Linked DNA regions of Gossypium arboreum: region 1 is linked to region 2. The links are chromatin contacts, called in public Hi-C maps. All regions are on one chromosome and are shown on one strand. Each heading gives the region's core, a stretch centred on a gene start, on an enhancer-like site or on the middle of the called end of the contact. The rest is flanking DNA. Distances are from core to core; before and after follow the strand shown. Region 1 has its middle 31 kb from the start of LOC108469015. Region 2 holds the start of LOC108467795 (peroxisome biogenesis protein 19-2-like).

Region 1 (5,409 bases), core at 2,609-5,108, 52 kb before region 2:
TTGTAATGTTAGAAACGTTCTACTATTACTACCAACATTAAAAGAGCCTACAGGGTCACACCCTATAGTTGAAACGAACAGAATTTAAATACATTTCGTATTGTATTGGATTGTCACATGAATTAAATTAATTGTTGAATTAATTTAATTTAATAGTTAAATATTGAACACATTATATGTACAAAATTGTTGTACACAAATAGAGAACATAGATAAAATTAATATATTAATTTGATTCATACAAGATATTAATTGTATATATTTTACCGAATTTATTAATACAAACAGTTATATTAATTAATTTCGGTCAAAATATAAAAGACATGGAAATTAATATTATTTTGGAAAGAATATAATTAATATATGAATTTGATTCATACAAAATGTTAATTGTATATATTTACCAAATTTATTAATATAAACAGTTGTATGAATTAATTGGTCAAAATATAAAAGATATGGAAATTAATATTATTTTGGAAAGGATATAATTCATTTTTTCTAACTTTTCATTTGTCTTCTCTATTAATAGGAATAATGATATATTCTTTTGGAAATAATATAATTCCTTTTCTAACTTTCAATTTGTCTTCTCTATTAATAATGGAATAATCTTGGTTTTCCTTTTTAATATGTGATATCAAAGAGGATAAAAGTAAGATAATCCCTTAGTGTGTTGAGGTTATCAACTTAATAATTTAAAAGGTCTGGCAGCCATTTTTAATTCTCTTTGAAAAGTTCAAGAGAAAGTGGTTGTTCGTTTTTTAAGGGGTGGACTACGTAGTGGCCGGGACATTTTTGTTGTGGCTTGGAACCGACACCGAATCAGCAGCATCTTTTCAACGTTTCAGTAAAAAGGTATATTTTCAACCTTATTTCAACCTTATTCATTCCTCGTACATGGATCCTTCGTTGTGGATAGTCGGAATAATTTTTTTGTTACGCCACGGGGCGTACTGGAAGTCCCAACAATTGTCACACCCCGAGTCTGGCGAATTCGGATTTAAGGCATAGAGTTGTGAAGTTATCTGTTTGGCATAGTGTAATCCGCCACGTGATAGTCTTCTGGTGAATTGGAATGTGGGGTATAATAACCGCCGTAGTGTAATCTAGCATTTGTTCCAGATTCTCTTCAGTTTGTGTAAGCAGCATCGTGTATTGGTTAATGTCCCAATGATCAGCTTGTGTGAGCATAAATTTTCTCGTGTATCCAAAGTTAATTTACTATAGTTCTTTGGGTAAAACAGTCAATGAATTGTTGAGAAATGAAATTCATTGCATGAATGGCAAAATATTTATTAGTTGCGAAATGGTATATGAAACATATATCTTGTGATCTTGCCAATGTTATGTGTATAATTCTAATCATTTGGCATGGTAGGTAATGTGAAATACGGCAAAGATTGTTGCTATATGTTAAATTAAATTGTTTGCTTTAAATACATGTGTGAAAAATATTTAAAAACATTAATAAACCCGAGACAATATATTAAAACATACTTATTCCAGTACATAATAATACTAAAACAAAAACGATACTCACATTGATACGATGTGGACTATTTTAGTCTAAAGTCTAAACAATCACATCTTTTGTATTGAAAAAGAAGTTATATATAAATTGATTTAAATATATTCTAATAGGTTAATTTAACTTTTAGCCTTCAACTTAATAATTTGGTATGAATTGATGCATTTTTTTTTGTCTATTGTACTTAAATTTGACAAATAGATCCATTTTAATTATTAAACTTGACAAACATCAAAATTTGATGAAAGGACATCTTGAAATTATATTATGCCATCACTTAAAATTTAACACACAAACATATATATATTTAAAATTTTCATATGATAATATTGAATAATCTTAAAACACCACATCAACCAAGTAAAAGCAATCCTTACATAAATTATAAAATAATAAACATATTCAAAATTATGTAAATATAAAATACTTTAAATACATGTAGAATATGATAAAATATAAAAAATTAAATAAATACATTAATTACGAAATCCAAACTCCCTTTTGGATGGACATTTACTTCAATGCAGATGCGTTTAGCTTTTATTTGTCTCACATTACTATATTGTTAAAGTATCTAATCTCATCAGCACTGTTATTTTTACACTAACCGTAAATAAATGCACTGCTCATTTAAAGGGACTCTAAATCCGACCTAATACTTCAAATTGAAAAAAGAAACATTTAAAAATGTGAAATTACCAGCTATATATATTTGATTTTTCATTGGGGAGGAGCAAACAAATATTATTAGATTAAAACGTGTTATTATAGGTTATTAGAATAATTTACCGTCCAAATCAAACTTATATTTATTAAATTGTGATACATTTATATAATAATAAAATCAAGCCTCGATTAAAATGATAGAATTGATATTTTTAAAAAATCATAATACCTTAAATTCAAAATTTAACGTATATGAAATTTTATTGATTTTATATATAAAATAAAGAAAGAAAATACAACAAATTTATAATAATACACTTAATTTTGTAAAAGGAATGATTTTTAATCATTTTCTAATTAAATTAATGATTAATTAACTTACAATATCAATTCAATAAAGAGGATAAAATGAATTTTAAATTTTTATGGATTTCTATTGGTTCATGAATACTTTTTATTATTATAGAAGTTATTAATTAAATTGTTGTGTATTTAATTTTACACCACATTTGGATTAATGTTAAATAAAAGAAAATAAAATAGAGGAGAGTTAAGGAAAGAAAATGATAAGATATTATCTTATTTGGATTATAAAGTTTTCCTGGGAAACAAACGTACCCTAAAAATGGAATATAAAGTAAATTAGTTTTCTTAATTTTTGTTTCCTATTTTAATTTTAACTTTTTTTAAAAAAATCATTCCTATTTTCTCTCTTTTTTCTCTGAAGATGGCCCTTAGGCCGGCCATGAGGTCTAGTGAACCGCCGCTGCGGCCACCGGTCGTCATCGTAGTTCATGAAATGCCTCCTTTTGACCGTTTTGCCCCCTTTAGCCCAGATTTGAAGGCGATGCCTTCTACACTAAATAAAAAGACCCATCAATTCCTCATTTTTTAGAACATACATCCCTCAAGCCCTCTTTTCCGACATATCCCAGGCGGGTCCAAACGAACCCAAGGGCCTCTCGCTTCGAAAAGGGGCCGTCCTTCCTCGGGGACGGTGGCCTTACCCACCCACGGCGGCGATGCAGCGAATCAGGTAAAAAAATTAAGCTTTCTGTTTTTGTTATAATTTTTTTAGAAAAGAAAACAAATAAATAGCAAATGAACTTAGTTTTTTTTGAATTTTTTGTTTGTATTTTATTTCATTCTCCGTCGAAAGTTACAAAGGATTCGGGCTTTATAGCCGAATATTACAAATATATTTGTTTTTCTTTTTTTTTTCTTTCTCTGCTTCTGCTCTGTTTCTATCCTACGTCTTTTGTTTCTCCGTTTTACGCTGATGCCTTAGGGGGAGCTAGGGTTTCCTATTTAGTTTTTAGGTTTTGGGCTATTGAGCTTTGGGTTGTTGGGCTTTTAAGGTTTTTAATTTGTAAATGGAGTCTTTAATATATTTGTTTTTGTTTTATTTGGGTCTGGGCAGGACGAATTTGGGCCACCACTGTACCAGAACTCATTGGAGGCGTGCTGTAAACTTCAGCTTCTTCAACTACTAGAAAATCCGAAACAGGCAACCGATTACCCAACACTTTCATCAAATATTGCTTCACCAATTCTTCAGTCGTCGGCAAAAATTGAAACCCCACCAAAAGCTGATTATCCCAATCGTAATAATAATTTTCTTCAACCGAAGTTTGACCCATTTTTTTTTCACAATTGGAATTCGATGACCCCAATTTTGATGTACATATTCATAGCTTTTTCCAACTTCCACCATTGCCATTGTAGATCTTAAATGGCTTCGGGGGATTCAAGTGGTTTTATAGATGAAGAAAAGATGTGATAAAATAGAATCCTATTAGAACTTTGGTTTGCTAGCCTTTTTATAGTTACTCTCGATGATGTATATATTGGTATTTGTGTTTTACATGCATCAAAATCTCAGTGTAATTTGTATTGTATTTGTGTTTTCGTGGAACAAATTCTATGAAACTTAATTAATATAGTAATTAATCATACTGTAATTCATATTAGAATTTATAAATAGTATAGATTAAACCCCAATTAAACAAACATTACAACTTTTAGCATTGTTGGCAAAATTGAAACTTAATTTAATAAATATAGAGTAATTCATTTAAACACATCTCACTTAGTCGTATTTATTTATTAATTTTTAAAATATCAATTAAACATTGTGATGTTAGTTTTATTTCATTAATTTTAATTTGGTTATTTTACAAAATCTTTTCTTTAGTCACTTCTAGCATGGCCATACTTTGTGAGAAGGCAGCCTCAGACGTTGACATCTTTTAACATTACACTCCCTATATAAAGATAAATATTTTAAATTTAATATTAAAATAATTAAGTTTAATCATAGTTGAAACTCATCCTATATAAAGAGTCTTGGGTCATCCTAGATGAATTGAAAAAAAAAAAACTCATTCTCATTCAAATTCTCATTCTCATTCTCATTCTCAACCGAAAAGTTAGAAACCGTGAGCCCTAGTTTTCATGGCTTATCTGGAAAATGGCACCGGAACTACCCAAACCAAGCCTCTGCCCAAGGATACCAAGAAGAAAGATATTAACAAGGAGGATCTTGTGAGTCCCTGTTTCGAGCTTATGCTTTAGTTATCTTTATCCATTTGTTTTTATTTTATCTTATATTAGGTGATTTTTGTTTTCTTAGCATGCACAATCGGAAGAAGACTTGGCTCTTTCGCAACATTTGGAGTTATACGTAGAGAGAATTTATGATGTTGATCCTGAAGTCCAGAAAGTAGCTCTTGAGAGCATGAGGTAATCTATTATTTGCTAATTTGAAGTTAAAAAATGTAGAGGAAATAAGAGTTTATTTTATTGTTCACTGTTTCATTCAATGCTTGTATGCTTTATTAACATTTGATCAGGCTGATGCGTTTTACTGTTTGTGGGAGTAATTCCAATGCCAAAATACAACATCATTTTTATATTTGGGTTTTATATCCTTTTTAGGCAAGAAGTCCGCACCTCAATCAGCTCCATGACTTATGTTCCAAAGTTGTTGAAGTTTCTCCGACCCCATTACGGAACCCTAAAGGCATTTTATGAGACTATGCTTGATTCAAATTTGAAGGTATTATTTGTTTTGCTTTAATGATATTTCATTATACCTTTTGTAAATGTAATTTGGCTAAGCAATGCAAGGAAGGATGATTATGATGGAGTCATTATTTAATATTAGGACTTTGTTGGTAATATACATGAAATTATTCCTTTATATATGCAAT
Region 2 (5,115 bases), core at 1,317-3,816:
TGAAGAACCAGCCTTGGCACCACCTCCAACCACTGCTGCATTCCAGAATGGAAGGTCTGACTACAACTTGAACTCTACATTGAACAGCGAGGTCTCTCCTTCGAATGGGAGCCCAGAATTAAAAAATCTAACCCCAGTTGAACCTGCTTCTGGGGTCCCACCTATTCCTACCATCTCCAATCAATTCTCAGCTCGTGGACGACTGGGTGTTCGAGCAAGGTACTCCATAAATTCTATTCTTTTGTCATTACGATTTCTCATGTTTGAGTTATGATGATGAGGATCAATCTTGGTGGAAGAAGGATCAGGATAAAGAATGTTGAAAGTAAGATAAGGAAGAAATTTAGAGTTTCATTAGACTTAGACAATAACTAGCTTCTTGCCCAGAAAAAGGTAATAACCAGCTAAGCGATAAGGTTTTAGACAACCGTGAATATGCATCTATGAATTCATAAGCCTATAAGATTTCCCAGATCACTGTTATTGGTGAAACTAAGAAAACAATTGTGGTTTAGAAGCTGAACTTATTTGGCTTTGTTGTGTTACTTGAATCCAAGGGAGTATATTTATATGTTTATGAATTCTTGACAGATATGTGGACACATTCAACCAAGGTGGTGGTGGCCAAGCAAATTTATTCCAATCACCTGCTGTTCCCTCTGTTAAGCCTGCAATGGCAGCAAATGCAAAGTTCTTTATTCCCATTCCTGCATCAACAAACGAGCAAATGATGGAGGCAATAGCCGAAAATGCACAAGAAGAAAATGGAACTAGTAATAACCCTACGACATCCAATGCGAATGAGTTCTATGAATCTGCCTTGAATATACAGAAGATTCCTAGCGTGGATAATATTACAAAAACTGCCAATGGTTTTCCACTTCACTCAAGACGAACAGCCTCATGGAGCGGAAGCAACTTTGGAAATGTAGTTACTCCTAGTAAGGCTGAAATCGGACAATTAGGGGAAGCAACAGGAATGTTTCCATCTTCGATTATGCCGGGTCAAAGGAATGGTAGTTTCGGTGATGAACTACATGAGGTAGAACTTTGAGCCAAGAAATGTCAAGATGTACATATCCAAGTTTTGTTGCTGCAAACACCAAATACAAGTCGAATTATGATTCCCTGCCCACTGCATCTTCCAAGTTCACTTCATCAAAATGGCAGCAATCACCTGAGCTGGTTCGGTTAAAAATGGAAACAAAAAAAAAAAAAAAATCATTTCTTTTGGGCGAGGCTAAAACTTGTTAGACCCTTTACCCCTTTCTTCATTATGTTTCGAAATTCAGTTGCTTATTTAGTTGTATTATTAGGTTTCATATTGTATTGTTACAGCCCATGGTTGAAGGAGCTAGTTTTGTTTTTGTTCGTTTTGACTAAAAAGCAACGAAAAGGCCGAACAGGCAAACATTGTACAGTCATTTGTTCATTTGTTGAAAAATGGAAACGTTGTCTTGATATAAAGTATTAGAAAGAAATAAATAATGCCTGAAAGATATCCTCAATCTCAAAGTGTATTAATTTTTTGTCAGCATTACTAATTGTGTAATTCATAAAAAGAGAGAACTATTGCTATAGCTTATCCATAATATTACTAAGCAAATTTCTTTTATTATAAACAATTTAATTAAGCTTTAGCAAATTTCTTTATTTTAACTTTTTATCTCAAACTATTCCGTGCTCCCATTGCCCAAAACATTTTTTAATTATATATATTTTACAAAATATTATTCAATTACACATATTATCACAACTTTTATAATTGTTGATTATTACACAAATTAGAGAAATTATTGTATAAACTCCTTTTACCGCACCATTCATGGTCTATTTTTAATTATTTAGTAACATTTCATCAATTTTTTTCATGTTATTACCACATAATTTTGATATTTTTTTTTTACCTTGAACCTAAATCCCAAATCTAAAACATAAATCCCTAAGCTATGAATCATGAACCTTAAACTTTAAACTCTAAACTCTAAACTCAAACCTCAAACCCAAAATCTCGACCTCGAACTTGAACCTTGAATCTTAAACTCGAGGTTCATGGTTAAGGCTTAAGGTTGAGAGTTCGAGGTTCAAGGTTCAAGCTTTGGGTTCGAGAGTCAAGGTTCAAGATTTGAACCCTAAACATTAAACCAAAAACCCCAAATTGAAACCACAAACAAATTATTATAATTTTCATACATAAAACATTGTGTGTTTTTCTAATTACACAATATTAATGAATTACATAAATTATTACGAATGTTATGTAACACTAATTAAACAAAACATTTTCCAATCATATAAATAAAGAGAGAACTTTACTCAATTGCACAAAACATTATACACAACTCTGTTGATGGTTTTTTAATTAATTAAAAGATTACCAATTATACAAATTATTAAAATATTCAAATATTTTGCATAATCACATAAAAATACCAAATCATAATAATCGAATTATAAAATTATTACCATATTCGTAATATTTTAAACGAATACAGAAAAAAATATTTAATTACACAAATTATTTCAATTAGGGAAGGTTATGCTTGTAAGGTTTTTCCCAAAATTCCAGCCAATGACTGTTGAGCCATCATCCTGTCAAAATGAGTCAATCCCTTGAAGCAATCTGAACCGTTGGATCTTGATCCTCTCACTCAACCCCAAATCGGTTGCACCGCCTAATTGCTCTTCCATTCCAATTCAGCTCAACCCAAATTCCCTAAAAGCCGAAACGAAAACACAAATTCTATTACTTCAACGTTTACCTATATATTATATTATATATATAGAGATAGAGAAGCAGCAAGTTACAAGTTTCTGATAGCAAAAATGGCTGACCACTCTGATGATTTAGACCAACTTCTTGATAGTATGTTTCTATGTCTAAAATCTTTGTATGTCTATATTCTGTGTTTCCCCCCCTTAATTTTCTGTTTCTTAAACTTGTACATTGAATCCATTGTTTTTTTCAGGTGCTTTGGATGATTTCCAGAATCTCAACCTCACCCGTCCTCCTCAAAAGTATCCTCTTTCTCTCATGTATTTTTATATACATATTATGAACAGTTTTATCTTGTTCCTCCCTCCCCCTCAATGCCCTTTTTATGTTTTAGGTTTAAAATTTTGGCCTTAAGCTAAAAATTCTCATTCTAACTTTATTCTCAAAAGTTAGATATTTCATCAGATATCTTGGATTTAGCTTTTAGCTTTTATATTTGGTTAATAGGTTAGGTGGAGGAGATGGTGAAGGAAAGAAGCAAGAATCTGGTTCTTTACCAAGTGGGGTTCAAGGGTTAGGGATGGGTTTACCTGACTTGAAGAGCAAGAAAAAGGGAAAGCAAAAGGTTTTAAAGGAATCCCATGTCACTGAGGCTCTTGATAAACTCAGAGAACAGACCAGAGAGACTGTAAAGGGACTGGAATCAATGTCGAAACCTGGTGCCGATGATTTTGGTAAGGATGCAATGATGGAGGATTGGGTCAAGCAGTTTGAGGAGCTTGCTGGATCTCAGGTATATTTGCTTAACTGTTGTTTTCTTGTTCCTTTTGAGGCTTTGTTTATCTATCTTATATAGATATTTTTTGGTATTGTAGTTTTTATTGTAGAATGCGTAGTAGATATTGTATGACTCGGTTTGGCTTTGCTGTAGTTGTAATTTTGCGCTCATTAGCTTTAAAATTTGTGAGCGAATCGTGTCCTTCTTCATCCTTAATCCTTAATCCTTATTCCTTAAGTTGGAGTCTCACTATTGCTAGTATGTATTAGAATGTTATCCAATTATTTGAGTGATATCTATCAGCTTGAAGGTTAATCGTCAGCTCTGGATACTGTTCTTCTGTTGCTAGTTGGTTATTAAGACAGTTTCATTTTGTTGGAGAGGGAGGAACTAAGTTAGATGTTGGGATACTCCTCTCTCAGGAACACTTCTAATTTACACAATAATCAGTACAAGATTGGCTTGCCTTGTGCCACTTTTCTTTTGCTTATCTACTTTCTTCTTTGCATATAAGAAATGTACATTATATGACTTACATCATATAGGAGTACGGTTATGTCCTTTATATCTGCTCAAAGTACCTCCAATTCATGGGACTTTGAAGTAAACCTCCTCCAGCCCCCTCTCAACCCACTTCCTGTCTGGCTAATAGCATTTCATGAAAGGAAAGGGCAACTTTTGTTGATACATACTGCATGAGAATGAGATTCAATCTAAGGGCTTTGGCTGTATGAACAATTTTCCATTTTTTGCAACATAGGAGGCAGTGGGAGAAGCCCTAAGAGAAAGGTCCGCTTTAAGGAGGAGGTACTTGTGTTTTAGCACTCATCACTCTTAGAATTAAACATGGCTGGCAAGCCTGGCGTGTTATATTGTCGAAGTAAATAGTTTTCATTGGTTAACATGTCCTAGTTGTCTTGCATCTGAAACTTCCAAATTGTTGAGTTCTATAGCCTATTGAGTCATCGAGTAATTGGGTTATAAGTTACTGATTGTTGTTTGCATATACATACATGCATATGGACATATATTGCTTTAAACAATCAAGGAAATACTTTCATTACTACACATATTTTATCATCTAGTATGTTGATTTTAGTTCCAGCATGTCTTATCACTTTGTTTAGGATTTAGGTTTCATTAGTAGCATATGCTAAGGAATGATAATTATTCTTTTGGTTTGACCAGGACATGGAATCAATTGTGGAGACTATGATGCAACAACTTTTATCTAAGGAGATTCTTCATGAACCTATGAAGGAAATTGGAGAAAGATACCCACAATGGCTAGAAGAGCACAAAGCTAATTTGAGTAAAGAAGAATATGAACGTTACTCCCGCCAATATGAGCTGATAAAGGAGCTTAATGGAGTTTATGAAAATGATCCTAATAACTTTACCAAGATTGTTGACCTGATGCAAAAAATGCAAGAGTGCGGTCAGCCACCAAATGATATTGTGCAAGAGCTTGCTCCTGAATTTGATTTATCCAATCTTGGCCAGCTGTAAGTGCTCTTATCATGTGCAATATTCTGGTTTTTGCTCAGCAGACAGCCTGCCTGTCTTTTATTTATGAAAATTATTGCTTCTTTCCCTTGAGTGTTAATATCTGGTGAAAGGT

What was found. A called contact is a pair of places that touch in the nucleus more often than the background predicts.
Region 1: a contact with region 2 is called in a Hi-C map of leaf, with 4 times the contacts expected there. The contact joins the enhancer-like site here to the promoter of LOC108467795 in region 2. A contact is called at or near these places in 4 of 5 Hi-C or Micro-C datasets (all in leaf).

The regions. Positions count from the first base shown.
Region 1 is chr8:13,223,715-13,229,123 of ASM2569848v2, reverse strand. It overlaps the pseudogene LOC108467473. Among protein-coding and RNA genes, the nearest start is that of LOC108469015, 31 kb to the left of the region's middle. Within about 2 kb of position 3,858, at least 2 of the 2 cell types and tissues checked have an H3K27ac peak or open chromatin away from gene starts, as enhancers often do. A contact at or near this core is called in leaf, where this site is marked.
Region 2 is chr8:13,170,703-13,175,817 of ASM2569848v2, reverse strand. LOC108467795 (peroxisome biogenesis protein 19-2-like) reads left to right here and starts at 2,566. Exons shown (of 5, transcript XM_017768570.2): 1 at 2,566-2,866; 2 at 2,970-3,018; 3 at 3,224-3,509; 4 at 4,683-4,999. The coding sequence starts at 2,827. LOC108469673 (protein transport protein SEC16B homolog) reads left to right here. Exons shown (of 15, transcript XM_053018298.1): 14 at 1-219; 15 at 592-1,467. The coding sequence ends at 1,054.